Linked DNA regions of Callithrix jacchus: region 2 is linked to region 1. The links are chromatin contacts, called in public Hi-C maps. All regions are on one chromosome and are shown on one strand. The core of a region is the stretch at or near the end of the contact, and the rest is flanking DNA. Distances in the headings are between cores, read along the strand shown.

Region 1 (7,030 bases), core at 3,159-5,658:
GGACCTGGCCAGTCCTGTGGCATCTCTCACCCTGCCCATGTGTGTTAGTGAAAATAACAAGACCTGTTCTGCCACCCACACAGGCTATGTCAGGCTTAAACCACATGCTGGATCTAAGTGCCATGTGGACCAGCAAGTGCTCAGCAAGCACAAGATGGAAAAACCTTCTCTACCCCATGCCAGCTTGGGGGCTGGCCAAGCATCACTTGAATACCTCCAGGGACAGGGAGCTTACTGCTTCCTCTAGCAGCTGGTTCTAGAGCTTTTCCCCTGGCAAAGTCCACAGGGACCTGCCTATAGTTTCATGCCCCCTGCCCCACCAGGTCTTCCAATGCTCAGCCAGCTAGCTGGGAAGAATCTGCAGCACCCACCAGCTCCAGAAGAGCCCTAAGGCCTGTACTCCTCGCTCCTGCCGTTCTGCCCTGGGCTCCCCGACCCAGGAGGCGGCCCTGGATCCTCTCCTACCGCTACCTCTCTACCTGTCCCTGCCTGTCAGATCCCTAGTCCTGGAGGAGATGACCCAGGTGAAGGAAGGATGGAGAAGGTGCTGAAGACGCTGTTGGCTGCACCAGACTCACACACTTCCTAATGGCCCTGCCCTTTGCAAACACCTGGGATCCCGTACTTTCCTGTCACCCCTTTAGCTGGCCCTTGGGCTCTGGGGTCAGCATCCCATGGACCTTGAACCACTTCCTTTCTTTGCCCCCCACACCCCTGCCACAGCCACCGTCAGTCACTCTTATGCACGTACCTTAAAAGACTCCAGGAATCCCCCGTGGCCTCCATTCTCAAACTTGTCCTCCTCTGGGCCCAGTCCCAGCATGGTCTGCGTGTGGGCGTGGAGCTCGTCGTGAAGGTTGTCCAGGAGGGCAGCCCTGGTCCGGTCCTAGAAGGGAAGAGGGTGAGGATGGGGAAGTAGGCTCTGAGAGCCGAAATGTACCCTCTCCTCCTGAGCTCCAGACACCTGACCTAGGGATTGGCATTTTGCCCAGCCTAGCCACAGCATGGACCTACAGCTGAGCTGAGCTTCATGCTCACAAATACTATAGCTGAGAAGAAAGCTACGAGCCCGACCCCCTACTCTACTCCCCGTGGCCTTCTCCCCAGGTCTTCCCACAACTGCCACAGCTCCACCTCGGTGGCAGAGGAGCAGAAGGAAGAGTGAGTCCCAGGTCAGCCTCTGCCCCACCTTGACATCCACGCACCCAACTGCCCACCACTCTTCTCCATCCAGATGCTCGTCCAGAGCCACGCACGTGGACGCCAGGGGCTGCCATTCATACAGATGAGGACTGGACCTTTCAGCAATCCGGCCTTCACAGGCACAACTCGGCCACCGTGTCATCAAAGAGGCCAGGCCGAAGGCCTAAGAATCACCCTACAACCAATGCCACTTCCCCCAGCACTTACAGCCAGGAGTCCAGCAAGTCTTCCCAATCCTGACTGGAACCATTTCCTCCCATACAACAGAAGCCTCTGTCATCTCTCCTGGATTTCTGGTAAATGGCTTCTAACTGGCCACCTTCCTGCACCTCTTGCCCTGTCACCACCGTCACTCTCAATGACAGACAATCCCTCTGGCATATACGTCGAACCCCTCACTCTCCTGACTAAGCACTTTGCTAGCAGCCTAGTGCTAGCTCCTCCAACTCTAAGCCCTTCTGGATCCGATCCAACCAACATCTCCAGCTGTGTCTCCCACCATTCCAGCCCCCATGGGTCCTTAGGCCACAGCAAACCCTCAGGAGCTCCCTCAGGAAGTCGGTCTCTGGTTTTTCTTGGCCTTTTCTCATGCTGTTTCCCATGCCAGGTCAACCCTCCCTTCCCCCATCTTTCCTCCAGGTAGAAGGTTCATCCAATTTCAAGATTCAGCTGCACATGGGCCCCCTCCTCCAAGAAGCCTTCTCTAAACACACCCTCAAACCCCCACAGGCAGAAGTAGTCACTATCTGAGCTGTGCTGACCTCCATCGCAGCCTAGCACTGGCACAGTGTGCTATAATTGTCTATTAGTAAAGACCCCCTCCCACCATCCTGTGAGCTCTAGAGGGACAGAAACTGTCTCACTCATTCCCATATCCTAGGAAACAGAACAGGGCCTGACATATAGTAGGAGCTTTAAAAATGACTGACTGGCTGGGTACGGTGGCTCACACCTATAATCCCAGCAAGGGAGGCTGAGGCAGGTGGATCACCTGAGATCAGGAATTCAAGACCAGCCGGGCCAACATGGAGAAACCCCATCTCTACTAACAATACAAAAATAAGGCCAGGCATGGTGGCTCACGCCTGTAATCCCAGCACTTTGGGAGGCTGAGGCAGGTGGACTGCCTGAGCTCAGGAGTTTGCGACCAGCCTGAGCAACATGGTGAAATCCTACTAAAACACCTCTACTAAAAATACAAAAAATTAGCCAGGCATGGCAGCATGCACCTGTAGTCCCAGCTAGTCTAAAGGCTGAGGCAAGAGAATTACTTGAACCCAGGAGGCGGAGGTTGCAGTGAGCCAAGACTGCACCACTGCACTCTAGCCTGGGCAACAGAGTGAGACTCTGTCTCCAAAAAAAAAAAAAAAAAAATACTATAAAAATTAGCCAGGCGTGATGGCGCACACCTATAATCCCAGCTACTCAGGAGGCTGAGGCAAATAATGGCTTGAACCCAGGAGGTGGAGGTTGCAGTGAGCCAAGTTCACGCCATTGCACTCGAGCCTGGCGACAGAGCAAGACTCTGTCTCAAAAAGAGGATGGAGGATCCCCGGATGAGGCTAACAGGAGGCCCAGCGGGCAGGAGGAGACCTTCCAGAACCCACAGTCTCACCTCCAGCTTTGCAAACTTGTCTGACTTGCAGCAGGCATTCTCGGCATTGGTGAGCTTGGTGAGAAGAAACTCCCTGAATTCTGCGCCCTGGAACAGACAAGACAGCCCTCAGGTCTCCCACTCTCGGCTGCTGCCAGATCTTCAGCCAAAGGGACAGGCAGGCGGAGCTGGGGGCGTGGGAAGAGCCCCGAAAGGTCCCTTCTGGTAGCCGGTCATTTCTAGCCCAGGCCAAGCCCGCTTGCTAATATGCCAACATGGAAACCCGTGTCCGTGGTCCTGGGAAGCCTCAGTGGCACCCCTGTGTCTGGAGATCATTCCTGCCCAAGGCTCCTGTGACCAGGGCTTGACATAAAAACCCTTCTTTTAGCAGAAAGGCAACCTCAGTGTCAAATAACCCAACCAGTGGTCCTATGCTGGGCCAGACTGGCAGCATGAAAGAGGTGGGGAGACCCCAAGAAAGGAGGGTCCTCCCAAACTTGCAAAAGGATCTCCCTGTTTCCAGCCTGACGTCGGCCCCATCCCAACCTGCCACTCAAGCCCTGGGACCTGGTGTTGCAGATGTGAGCGGAGCAGAAGGAAGAGCATCCTACCTTCTGGAAAACAGGGGGACTCGGCAGAGGTGGGCCAAAGGTGGGCACATCTTCCCGCGCAGTGACAGAGACCTGAATGAAACAGAGTCACGGCATGACCTGGAGGGAGGAGGTGAGTGCTGGCCCTAGGGAGCCACACTTCTCACAGCAAAGCCACTTACCTCCTTCTTCCTCCCCCTCCCAGAGTACAAAGAAAATTCTCCTGTGAGCATCTCCGGCTCAGGCCCCAGCCACTGTTCCTAGAAGGGGGCCGGACGGAGAGAAGTCACCTGCAGCCTCTCCTCTGCATTCCTAGAGGCCAGAAGCAGGTTTGGCCAGATGACTGGACAGGGCTAGGAGCCTAGTTACAATGCAGCGCAGGTACCCACAAGATGCTATCTCACAGCCTCGTTCCACCGCCATGCTAATCCTACTGAGAAGGCACAAGGAGAACTGCTGCTCCCTGATGAGGAAACAGACACCCAGAGATACACAGAGGTCTCCGTGTCACACAGGTGATTAGCCACAAGAGGAACAGAGCATCAGACCTCTCCCCACCCAGCTCTGGGGTTCTCTTCCCAAGCCTGACTCCTAAACTCAGCCATGAATCAGAATTGCTGCAGAATTGCTTCAAGTGTTTAAACAATAAATACTGGCTTCATGGGCTTCGTCCCAACCCTGCTGAATTGGAGGCAAAGCCCCCTAGAAGCTCTTGTGTAGCCCATGGACCCATGTTTGGGAGCCCTGGCCATACGCACAGCGTCAGCCAGTCTGGGGCCCAGACTAGGAATTGAAGGTGGGGTTCCCACCTCTGGCAGCCTGAGCGAGCCTAGATGTTGGAGTGACAGCTTCCAGGTTCTCTGGATGGGGGTCTCCCAGGTGGGGGACAGGCCCCAGCCTCCACCTTCCCTCTGCACAGCAGTGCCCTGATTTCACCTGTCCACAGCCCATGAGGCTGGGGAGCTCTTTGGAGACTGCCCTCCCTTCCCTGAGTGGCTGCTGACGTGAGCCCGGCCCTGGCATGCTGCCAGCCTCCCCGGCCTGTGAAGTAGGGCAGATGCAGAGTTTACCAGGCTAGGCAAGCAGGCAGCTGGGCACCAAGCCAAGGAAAGGCCCTGCCAGAGTCTGGAGCAGAAGAGAGCTGGTCAATACAGGCTTTTTCTTCCCGAGCTGGTTCCCTCTGACCATCCACCAGGCACTAGCCGCCCGAGTCAAGAACTCACTCCTGGAGCCAGAATCAGGGCTGGGGGTGTAGGGAGGCTATGAGGCTGCAGACTGCAGGCACCTGGGACAGAGGCCAAGGGGCAGGCCCAGCTCTCCCTTCCCACCCCTCCTCCTCTTTTCTTCTCCAGCCTTCATCAGAGTGGTCTGTGCTGACTGTTAAGTGGTTTCAGGCACACTCTCCAGCTAGACAGTCCCACAGCAGCAGCCCCGTGGGCCTCGCAGGGGACAGGGTCCTTTCTTGGGACCCTTCCCCTCCCACCCTCACTGTGCGCCTCTCCTGACCCCAGTTCCAACCAGGCAGCCCAACCTTCGTTGTTCCCTTCTCTTGGGACATCTGGGTCACTCAGCTGAAAGCAGAAGTTGCCTGAATACAACCCCACCTTCCTGCTTCTAATTTCAGTGCCGGCCTCTGGAGAGGGCTTGGAGGGAGGGAGGCAGATGTAGGGGACCCTAGGGAAGGGCCCTCACAGCTGAAAGGAGGAAGGAGCTTGGTATGAGTCATAAGGATGCACTGGGGACCTAAGAAAGCTGAAAACTTGACAAAGGCCCCAGGCCCAAGGGTGGCCTAGGAGCTGTGGTGGCGCACAGGGCCCTGTCCAAGCAGCAAACCAGTCATGACGGGGAATGGGGAGGGGCTACAGAGACAGGACCTTCCCTGGCATGAGATTCCTGAGGCCTTCGAGGACTTCAGGAGTGGGAGGCAGGACAGGGTGGAGAAGGGCAAGGGGGCAGTCCTAGTGATGGCTGAGCTGGACTTTCCTTCCATTCTCACAAACTCATTTCTGAAAAATAATCCAGTGCGATGCTTCTTGCACGCCTGAGTCCATGGAGCTAATTTCCCGCCTGCTCTGATGGCTCAATGACCAAGACCACAGGCAGACCCAGACAGGAACCTCAGCCCCATGGCCCCTGCCTCTGTAGCCTCAGGGCTTAAGTGAGTCCAGCTCTCAGCTTCTGTTTCCTCCTGATAAGGAGGGGTCCTGTCTCACCAGCGGCTTGTCAGGTTTCGAGACTGTGTCTAAGGACCCAGCACCGTGCCTGGCCTGAGCAAGCAGCTGGTGAGGGGTCACCACTGTCGCCCAGTGCCCTTTTGACTTCCCCGGCTGACCTGCGCCCAGTAAAGGGCTCCTGAAATGTGCAGACTACCCCCAAACCACCTGGCAACCCGCCACACACACTCCCAACCATCCCTCCTCCCTCCCGCAGGATGTCAGGGCGGGAAGCCGCAGGTTGTCTACTCCAACTTCCTCATTTCACACAGACAAAAATAGAGGCCAGAGAGGGAAGGAACTGCCACGAGGTCACACAGCAGAGGCAGAGCCAGGACCAGAACCCAAGACTCCCCAGCCCCTCCGGGGACAGAAAGGAGCCCTTCTTCACATACCCAGCCCCAGCCCTCTCTGACTCTTCTTTCTTCTGCTCACCCGCCCCAGTGGAGACCTCCTGGGGCATGCTCAGCCTTCTCTGCCCTAGCCCCTGAGCCTGCAGAGCTCAGCTGAGGTCCTGTTTCACTCAGGACCCCTGGGGATCTAACCAGGTCCTCCTCACAGTCTATTAATCACCTGGGGTGCTGCTGAGAGTGTGCATGGACAGTGCTTTGGGGAGTACCTTGGAGGGCTGGTCCCCCTCCCTGGCCCCATTCACACATCTTGCCTTCTAGCCTCAGTGTCTGCCTGGCAGGTGGTGCACAATCAAGGTCCCACAGCCTGCTCCTCCCAGGAGCCCTGCCTCTCTGCTTCTCATCCCGCCTCTGAGGACAATGCTATGCTTTGTGGCTTAGAAGAGTGGGTAAAGACAGCAGGTGCGATAATAGCTCACACCTATAATCCCAGCACTTTGGGAGAATGATGGGGGGAGATCATGAGGTCCGGAGTTCAAGACTGACCTGGACGACATGGTGAAACCCTGTCTCTACTAAAAATACAAAAATTGAGGCCACGCACGGTGGCTCATGACTGTAATCCCAGCACTTTGGGAGACTGAGGCGGGTGGATAATGAGGTCAGGAGTTCAAGGTCAGCCTGAACAACATGGTGAAACCCTGTCTCTACTAAAAATACAAAAATTAGCCAGGTGTGGTGGCGGGCACCTGTAATGCCACCTACTTGGGAGGCTGAGGCAGGAGAATTGCTTGAACTCAAGAGGCGGAGGTTGCAGTGAGCCGTAATCAGTCCACTGCATTCCAGTCTGGGTGACAGAGCAAGACTCCGTATTGGAAAAAAAAGAAGAATGGGTAAAGACTTCTAGCAGCAAAGCTGCAGGTGGAGTGGTGCTTTTTTGGATCTCCAAGTTTTCTCTGTATGGGTGTACCACTCGGCTAAGGTCTCAGGAAAGCGGAGAAGCCAGTTAGCTGAGACGCATTTCCTATTAGGAATGAGAAGCAAACGCTAAACATCTACAGGAGGCCTCATCCTGCCAGA
Region 2 (6,909 bases), core at 3,235-5,734, 160 kb after region 1:
AGCAAAGCTCTGAACTCTCTCCCCGAGAACACCGGGAGGGGAGGCTTTTTTCCAGCCAGCACGGAGCCGAATCCCCATCGGAAAAGTCCACCCCGAAGGAAACCGGAGTCACGTAGGCGAGCGGAGCGCGCCGGGGCTTACCTTTTCTCTTTATTCTGCCTCCGGGATTTGTGCAGGAGTCCGATGAGCACCACGGCCGCGCGGATACCCGCCTTTCGGCAGTGCCTCCTCCCCGCGGGCTGGGACATGACGAGGCCGCCGGCGGTGCCCGTCCGCGCCCTCGCCGGCCCGCGTCCCGGCTGCTGTCCCTGCAGCTGTCCCCGCCGCCGCCTCCGCTCCGCGCCCGGCCCCCGCGCCCCGGCCCCCGGCCTCCGCCGCGCATGGGCCCCGCCCCACCTAGGTGCGCCCCGGGGGTCAGGTGACCGCGCGCTCGCTCCCTCCCGGCGACCTTCAGCGTCTCCTCGGGGCCCGCGGGGCAGCCGCCGTCGGCTCCCCCGGCGCGGACATTTCCAAGGCTCGCTCGGGGCGCGGCCGGGGCGGGCAGCTCACGGCTCCTGCTCAGACACGCCGCCCGCGCCGGGACCCGCCCCGGCCCCGCCTCCCGCGCCCCGGCCTCGGCCGCCCGGATGGTGGAGGGCTCGGGGCGTGGGAGAAGGGGACACGTTCCCGAGAACTCGGCGCCCCCTGCGCGGCCCGCAGGCGCCCTCCCGGACCCCGGCCCCGGCCCCGGCCCCGCCTTCCCTCGCCCGCTCCTACCCCGACCCCGGGCTCCCTCCCCAGGCAGAGGCAGCGGCCGCCCTCCCCAGCCCGGCCCCGGGATACTTCTCCGATGCTGTCACTGTCTTCAAAACACGGAGAGAAAATAGGCACCGGGCGGACACACGCGTCCTCGGGCCAAACACGCTGCCCGCGCAGGCTCACCTCCCGGCCTTCCCGCGCTGAACAGAGGGCACCTGAGCCGGGCGCCCCCACCCCATCCCGGCTCGCAGCTCTCGGGCCCGGGTCCCGGGGTCGGGGCGGGTGTGGAGGAGGCAGAATTCTGCCCCCCCACCCCCGCCTCTCCCCGTGGTCCGGGCAAGGATGGCAGGGCAGGGGCGCAGGGGCGCAGGGGCTCAGGGGCGGGCTGGGGTCGGCTCCCCGAGGACACCGGCTCTCCCGGCCCTGGGAGTTTGACTCCACACAGGGTCAAGGACCAACTTCACGGCGACCCCACTTCCTCCAGGCAGGCCAGGCTGCCCCCACTGTACCCTCCCCGCCCCCCGGCCCTGGCCTCTACGCATTCACCAGCCTCATCTCCTTAGGGAAGGAAAGACGCAGGGTCGCTCCAGGTCCCGGGGAAAGGGCTAGGGCCTGGGCCCTACCCTCGGCGCGGGACCTCGCTCACAAGCCCCTCATCCACTTCCACGTGCTGTCCAGCCTTCCAGCCACTTCCCACCCCCGTAGCATCACTCACCGCTTTGACCCTAGGGAAAGAGGCGGCGGGCAAGGGGTTGGAGGGAATTTAAACAAGCCAATTTAGTCCATCTTTGGAAACAGCCCTGTAGGGGGGCCAAAGAGGTCCTCCGAGGCAATTTGCCTTGTATTTTTTACAGTCTGGCATTCAAGCACAGAAAATCCAGGCTAGAAGGGGACCATGCTGGGTGGAGAGGGGAGAGGGGCTGCAAACAAATTCAAGGCCCGGAGGCGTCTGCCCTGCTTACTGCTGGCACTGGAGTTGGCGGGGGGAGGGAAGGGAGCCCCAGGGTGGTACTAAAATCCACCTGGTCTATTCATGAAGAGGCTATTACCACTGGCCTTGCCTCCCTCCCACCCTCTCCCTGCCGGTGTTGTGGGGGATCAGAGATATAGATAGCCATGGACATCTTTTTATAGCTAAAGATTGGAATAACCCGGGGCCCACTCCTGGGATTGCCGGTTAGGCGGGCTGCAAGTACTATCCCAGTAGTGACTTAAGAATCGGTCTAGAAGCCGGGTGCAGTGACTCACTGTAATCCCAGCACTTTGGGAGGCGGAGGCAGGTGGATCACGAGGCCAGGAGTTCAAGACCCAGCCTGGCCAAGATGGCAAAACCCCAGCTCTACTCAAAATACAAAAATTAGCTGGGCGTGGTGACTGGCGCCTGTCACCAGAGGCGCCTGCTACTTGGGAGGCTGAGGCAGGAGAATCGCTTGAACCCGGGAGCGGGGGCAGAGGTTTCAGTGAGCCAAGATCACACCACTGCACTCCAACCTGGGCGATAGAGTGAGGCTCCATCTAAAAAAAAAAAAAAAAAAAAAAGAATTGGTCTGGAAAAAGAATAAATGAGTGTCCTTGGTGGAGAAGAGGGAAGAGCAGCAGCACAGCCCAGAGCTTCTCCTCCAGCTCTCCTGCCTCGCTGTAGCACACAGCACCCAAGTACCCACAGGGTAGCTGATGGACTGCTTCTGCTAAATGGCAGAGACAGTGATGAGGGTGCTGGCCTTAGGTCTGTCCTAGCATGGGGTGTATTTTATCCACACACAGAAGGCTGCATCTCAGCAGAAGGCTGGACCCTCCTTCCCAGCAGGTGCGAGTGTGGGAGCTAGTTCAAGTCAAGTGCTAGTTAAGGTCACGTGGGTAACAGGAGGGCTCACACCTGTAATCCCAGCATTTGGGAAGGCCGAGGCAGGTGGATCACTTGAGTTGGGACCAGAAGTTCTAGACCAGCCTGGGCAACATAGTGAGACCACATCTCTTCAAACAACAACAGGGAATTGGGATGATGAAGGTACCAAATCCACCCAGCAAGTTCTATTATTCTTTCTCTTATTCTGGAGTTCCCAGCCCTCTCAGTCCCTCCACAACCCCAATGTGGCTGCAAACACAAGGCTGTCCCCAAAAAACCATAACCTCTCAGACCCTGACTCCTGAGTCTCTAAGAGGTAGAATGTTCCTGGTGGCGAGATTCCATCCTTCTGCACCTGCCCTACAAACTTGCCACCTCCAGGGCATAGACAGCAGTTCCCTCCTTAACTCCCACTCCAGCCCCGACAGCCATCACACCCACACCCCGCACCCCACAGAGGGAACCCCAAAGCACGAGAAGACCCATCAATAAAAGACAGTGGAACCACCATCAATGCTAGGCCTACCTGTTCCACCAGCATTTATGAAACACGCACAGTATGTCCAGCTTTATGCGAGCGACCAGGGCAAGGGAAAAAAATGGAAAACCATCCCTGCCCAAAACTAACGGGGTTAACACACAGCAAACCACAAAACAAGGCCATTTCCGGCCACTGTGTGCAGTGAGCCCAGCCAAAGGTCTCCACAGCTGGGCCATTCACCACCACCTCCACGGTTCTTTGTCTTAACATCATGCTGCTCTGCTGTTCATTATTTTGTTTTAATTACATCAACTTACCTTTTCACTTAATTTTAATTATTTATTTATTTTATTTTTATTTATTTATTATTTCTTGAGACGGAGTTTCGCTCTTTTCACCCAGGCTGGAGTGCAATGGCACCCCGCAACCTCCGCCTCCTGGGTTCAGGCAATTCTCCTGCCTCAGCCTCCTGAGTAGCTGGGATTACAGGCACGTGCCACCGTGCTGAGCTAATTTTTTGTATTTTTAGTAGAGACGGGGTTTCACCATGTTGACCAGAATGGTCTCGATCTCTTGACCTCGTGATCCACCCGCCTTGGCCTCCCAAAGTGCTGGGATTACAGGCTTGAGCCACCGTGCCCGGCCTATTTATTTATTTTTTGAGATGTTGTTTTGCTCTGTCGCCCAGGCTGGAGTGCAGTGGTGTGGTCTCAGCTCACTGCAACCTCCACCTCCTGGGTTCAAGCAATTCTCCTGCTTCAGCCTCCCAAGTAGCTGGGATTACAGGTATTCGCCACCACACCCGGCTAATTTTTGTATTTTCAGTAGAGATGGGGTTTCTCCATGTTGGCCGGGCTGGTCTCAAACTCCTGACCTCAGGTGATCCACCTGCCTCAACCTCCCGAAGTGCTGGGTTTACAGATGTGAGCCACCGAGGCCGGCCTTTACTTAATTTTACAAGAAAACGTTATTGAACCCTGAATGAAAATCCGTTCTCACTTGCCATTTCTACCATGAAAACAAATATAAATTTATCAAATTTTACCTCAATACTGTTGCCTGACAAAAGCTCTAAGCTTGAAGCACCTTCCTTAAAAAAGCAGGCGGTGTTAGGTGCTAGTGACACATCTGCACCAAACCATTTTTTTCCTTGAAAAAAAAATCCCAGTTCAAAAGAGAACGGACAGGGAAGAATTTTCACATTACCGTGCTCTAAGGCCACATTCATGAGGCACTTTGGGGTGAGCTAAGAAAAACACATGCAGACTACGGGAAGTGAGGACCGCAGCAGTCAGTGAAAGGGTCTCCCTCCAGGTCCCAGCTCACAGGATCTCCGTGGCCTGTTCCAGCCTCCAGAGCCCATAGTCGTCCCAGAGCCAGGCAGCTGCCAACCCAGGTCTCTCCCAGTCCCGGGAACTAGAAAGGCTGAGGGGGCCTGGGTGGGAATCAGGCCTGGGGCGGGAGACAGGGAAGTTAATCATGAACAGAGAGCAGACAGCTGCACAGCCCGTTCCTAAGGGGCCAGTGGGTTGAGGCAGACAGACACGCATGCCTGGCCCTGAAGAAAAGGGCCTTTTGTGCCTGGGAACCAGCTCCAGGAGACATGTCCATAAGAAAGCAGGAATCAGCCCCAGGCCTGTGCCCCGATCAGAGAGCCAGCCTGCAGCAGACTCCACCTCCTCGCCCTGCCCAGCCTCCAACTCCCAGCACCCCACTGCTCAGCAGAATGACTGCCACCTCTCAGGGCTGCGGTTGGGGGTGAGTGGGGGCAAGAGGAGCTATGGAGCAAGGAGGCTGGGGCCTTTGATGAAAACCAGGTGTCTTCAGACACCTTGCCCTTCCCCTTTACAGGCAGGTCCCAGCCATTCATTCCATGGACAACACAATCTTTGGAGCAACAAAAGGGTTATAAACAGAGCGCTGAAAAGGACAGGCCAGCACCCCCGCTCTCTTCTTCCCTTGAGGGTATACAAATACACACACCTGCAAGGGCATAATCATTCAGAAGCCCCCTAGCACACAGCTGAACACTCACACCTGTACTGGTAGGAAACCTCCACTCTTGGCGGGTGCATCAGCGCCCCCTGCTGAGCTACAACACAGTTGCATCTCTAGGATGCCCCCTCAGGAGGAAGACAGAGTGGGAGGATGGAGGCTGGAAGACAGTGGGGGAAGGGAAATACTGAAATCATTTGCAGTTTCTATTTTGAAAAGAGAAAGATGGGCTGGGCACGATGGCTCACGCCAGTAATCCCAGCATTTTGGGAAGCCAAGGTGGGTGGATCACATGAGGTCAGGAGTTCAAGACCAGCCTGGCCAACGTGAAACCCCAGCTCTATAAAAATACAAAAGTTAGCCGGGCTTGGTGGTGGGTGCCTGCAATCCCAGCTACTCAGGAGGCTGAGGCAGGAGAACTGCTTGAGCCCAGGAGGCTGGGTTTGCAGTGAGCCAAGATCATGCCACTGCACTCCAGCCTGGGCAACAAAGCAAGACTTTGTCTCATAAATAAATAACCAATTCAAAAAGAAAGAGTGCCAGGCGCGGTGGCTCAAGCCTGTAATCCCAGCACTTTGGGAGGCCGAGGCGGGTGGATCACGAGGTCAAAAGAGCGAGACCATCCTGGTCAACATGGTGAAACCCCGTCTCTACTAAAAATACAAAAAATTAGCTGGGCATGGTGGCGCGTGCCTGTAATCCCAGCTACTCAGGAGGCTGAGGCAGGAGAACTGCCTGAACCCAGGAGGCGGAGGTTGCGGTGGGCCGGGATCGTGCCATTGCACTCCAGCCTGGGTAACAAGAGCGAAACTCCATCTCAAAAAAAAAAAAAAAAGAAGGAAAGAAAGAAAGAAAGAAAGAGAAGAGAGAGACACAGGAAGAAGAATCTTTGCCAACATACTGCCTCTCTTCCCCACTTCTAAAATCCCCTCCCAGAGCCCACAACTAGCCCCAAGAGCTCCATCCCACCACAATAGGGTCCCAGGCATGGCTGGGAGGCCTCAAAGACAAGCCTGGGAAACCTCAGTTCAGCCAACTTTCCTGGGGCCACAGACATCATATTAAGCAGAGGATCTAAACTGGCTCAGGTTTTGGAAACAGTCTCCATGACTTGTGTGGCATTTCCGAGCTCCGAAGAAAGGAAACCACGCCGAGGAAATCCACAGATCCCACTCAGCCGTGGGCACTCAGCACTCCAGTACCCAGAGCCATGAAGGGGGAGCCTGCAGTGCACGATGTCAATCAGAACCCTGCTGACTTCCTGTTCAGGGATTATGGAGAGTGGGTAGAGGAAGAAAGAAGTTCTTCATATAGCCCTTGGGTTACTGAAGTTATTTAAAAAGACTTTCTTTTCTGAAGTTCATTTATGGATTTTTGAATTTTTGCTAAGCAGCATGACTACAATAATTTTTCCCACAGTGAAAACATTCAGAAGGATCCTTCTGTGTGTGAAATTTCTGATGAACATGAAGAGGTGTTATTTTGCATAGATGCTGCCTAGGAGTCAGTCCAGAAAATGAGGGGCTGATGAGGCCAAGGGCTGGGTGGCCAGCAGCACAATCCATTTCCAACCCAAGGTCCCTGGCCCCACCTCACCGATTACCAAACCTCCCCAGCTGCTGCTACTCCTGAAAGCACTTCCAACTCAAGGGTTTCTGGGGCCGAGCGGAAAAGCCGGGAGGGAAGCTGTCTTTCCATAATATTAGTAACATTGCTTAGCAACATCTTTCAAAGCGAGAACCAGCAGACTCTCCAAAACCCTATTCTGTGTGGCTCTACAGAGAACAAAGTGGTTTCTTATATACAGATTATTTATATACTATTTTATATATCCAGTAACGCTTTCTGT

What was found. Hi-C and Micro-C count contacts between places; a contact is called where the count stands out from the background.
Region 2: a contact with region 1 is called in a Hi-C map of skeletal muscle, with 6 times the contacts expected there. The contact joins two enhancer-like sites. A contact is called at or near these places in 3 of 3 Hi-C or Micro-C datasets (induced pluripotent stem cells and skeletal muscle).

What each region holds. Positions count from the first base shown.
Region 1 is chr5:65,288,248-65,295,277 of calJac240_pri, forward strand. It overlaps RAP1GAP2 (RAP1 GTPase activating protein 2), which reads right to left. Exons shown (of 25, transcript XR_013535393.1): 15 at 3,409-3,480; 16 at 2,819-2,905; 17 at 752-886. Among named protein-coding and RNA genes, the nearest start is that of RAP1GAP2, 210 kb to the right of the region's middle. Within about 2 kb of position 4,409, at least 13 of the 16 cell types and tissues checked have an H3K27ac peak or open chromatin away from gene starts, as enhancers often do.
Region 2 is chr5:65,443,572-65,450,480 of calJac240_pri, forward strand. All of the region lies in intron 3 of RAP1GAP2 (RAP1 GTPase activating protein 2), which reads right to left. Among named protein-coding and RNA genes, the nearest start is that of RAP1GAP2, 54 kb to the right of the region's middle. Within about 2 kb of position 4,485, at least 3 of the 16 cell types and tissues checked have an H3K27ac peak or open chromatin away from gene starts, as enhancers often do.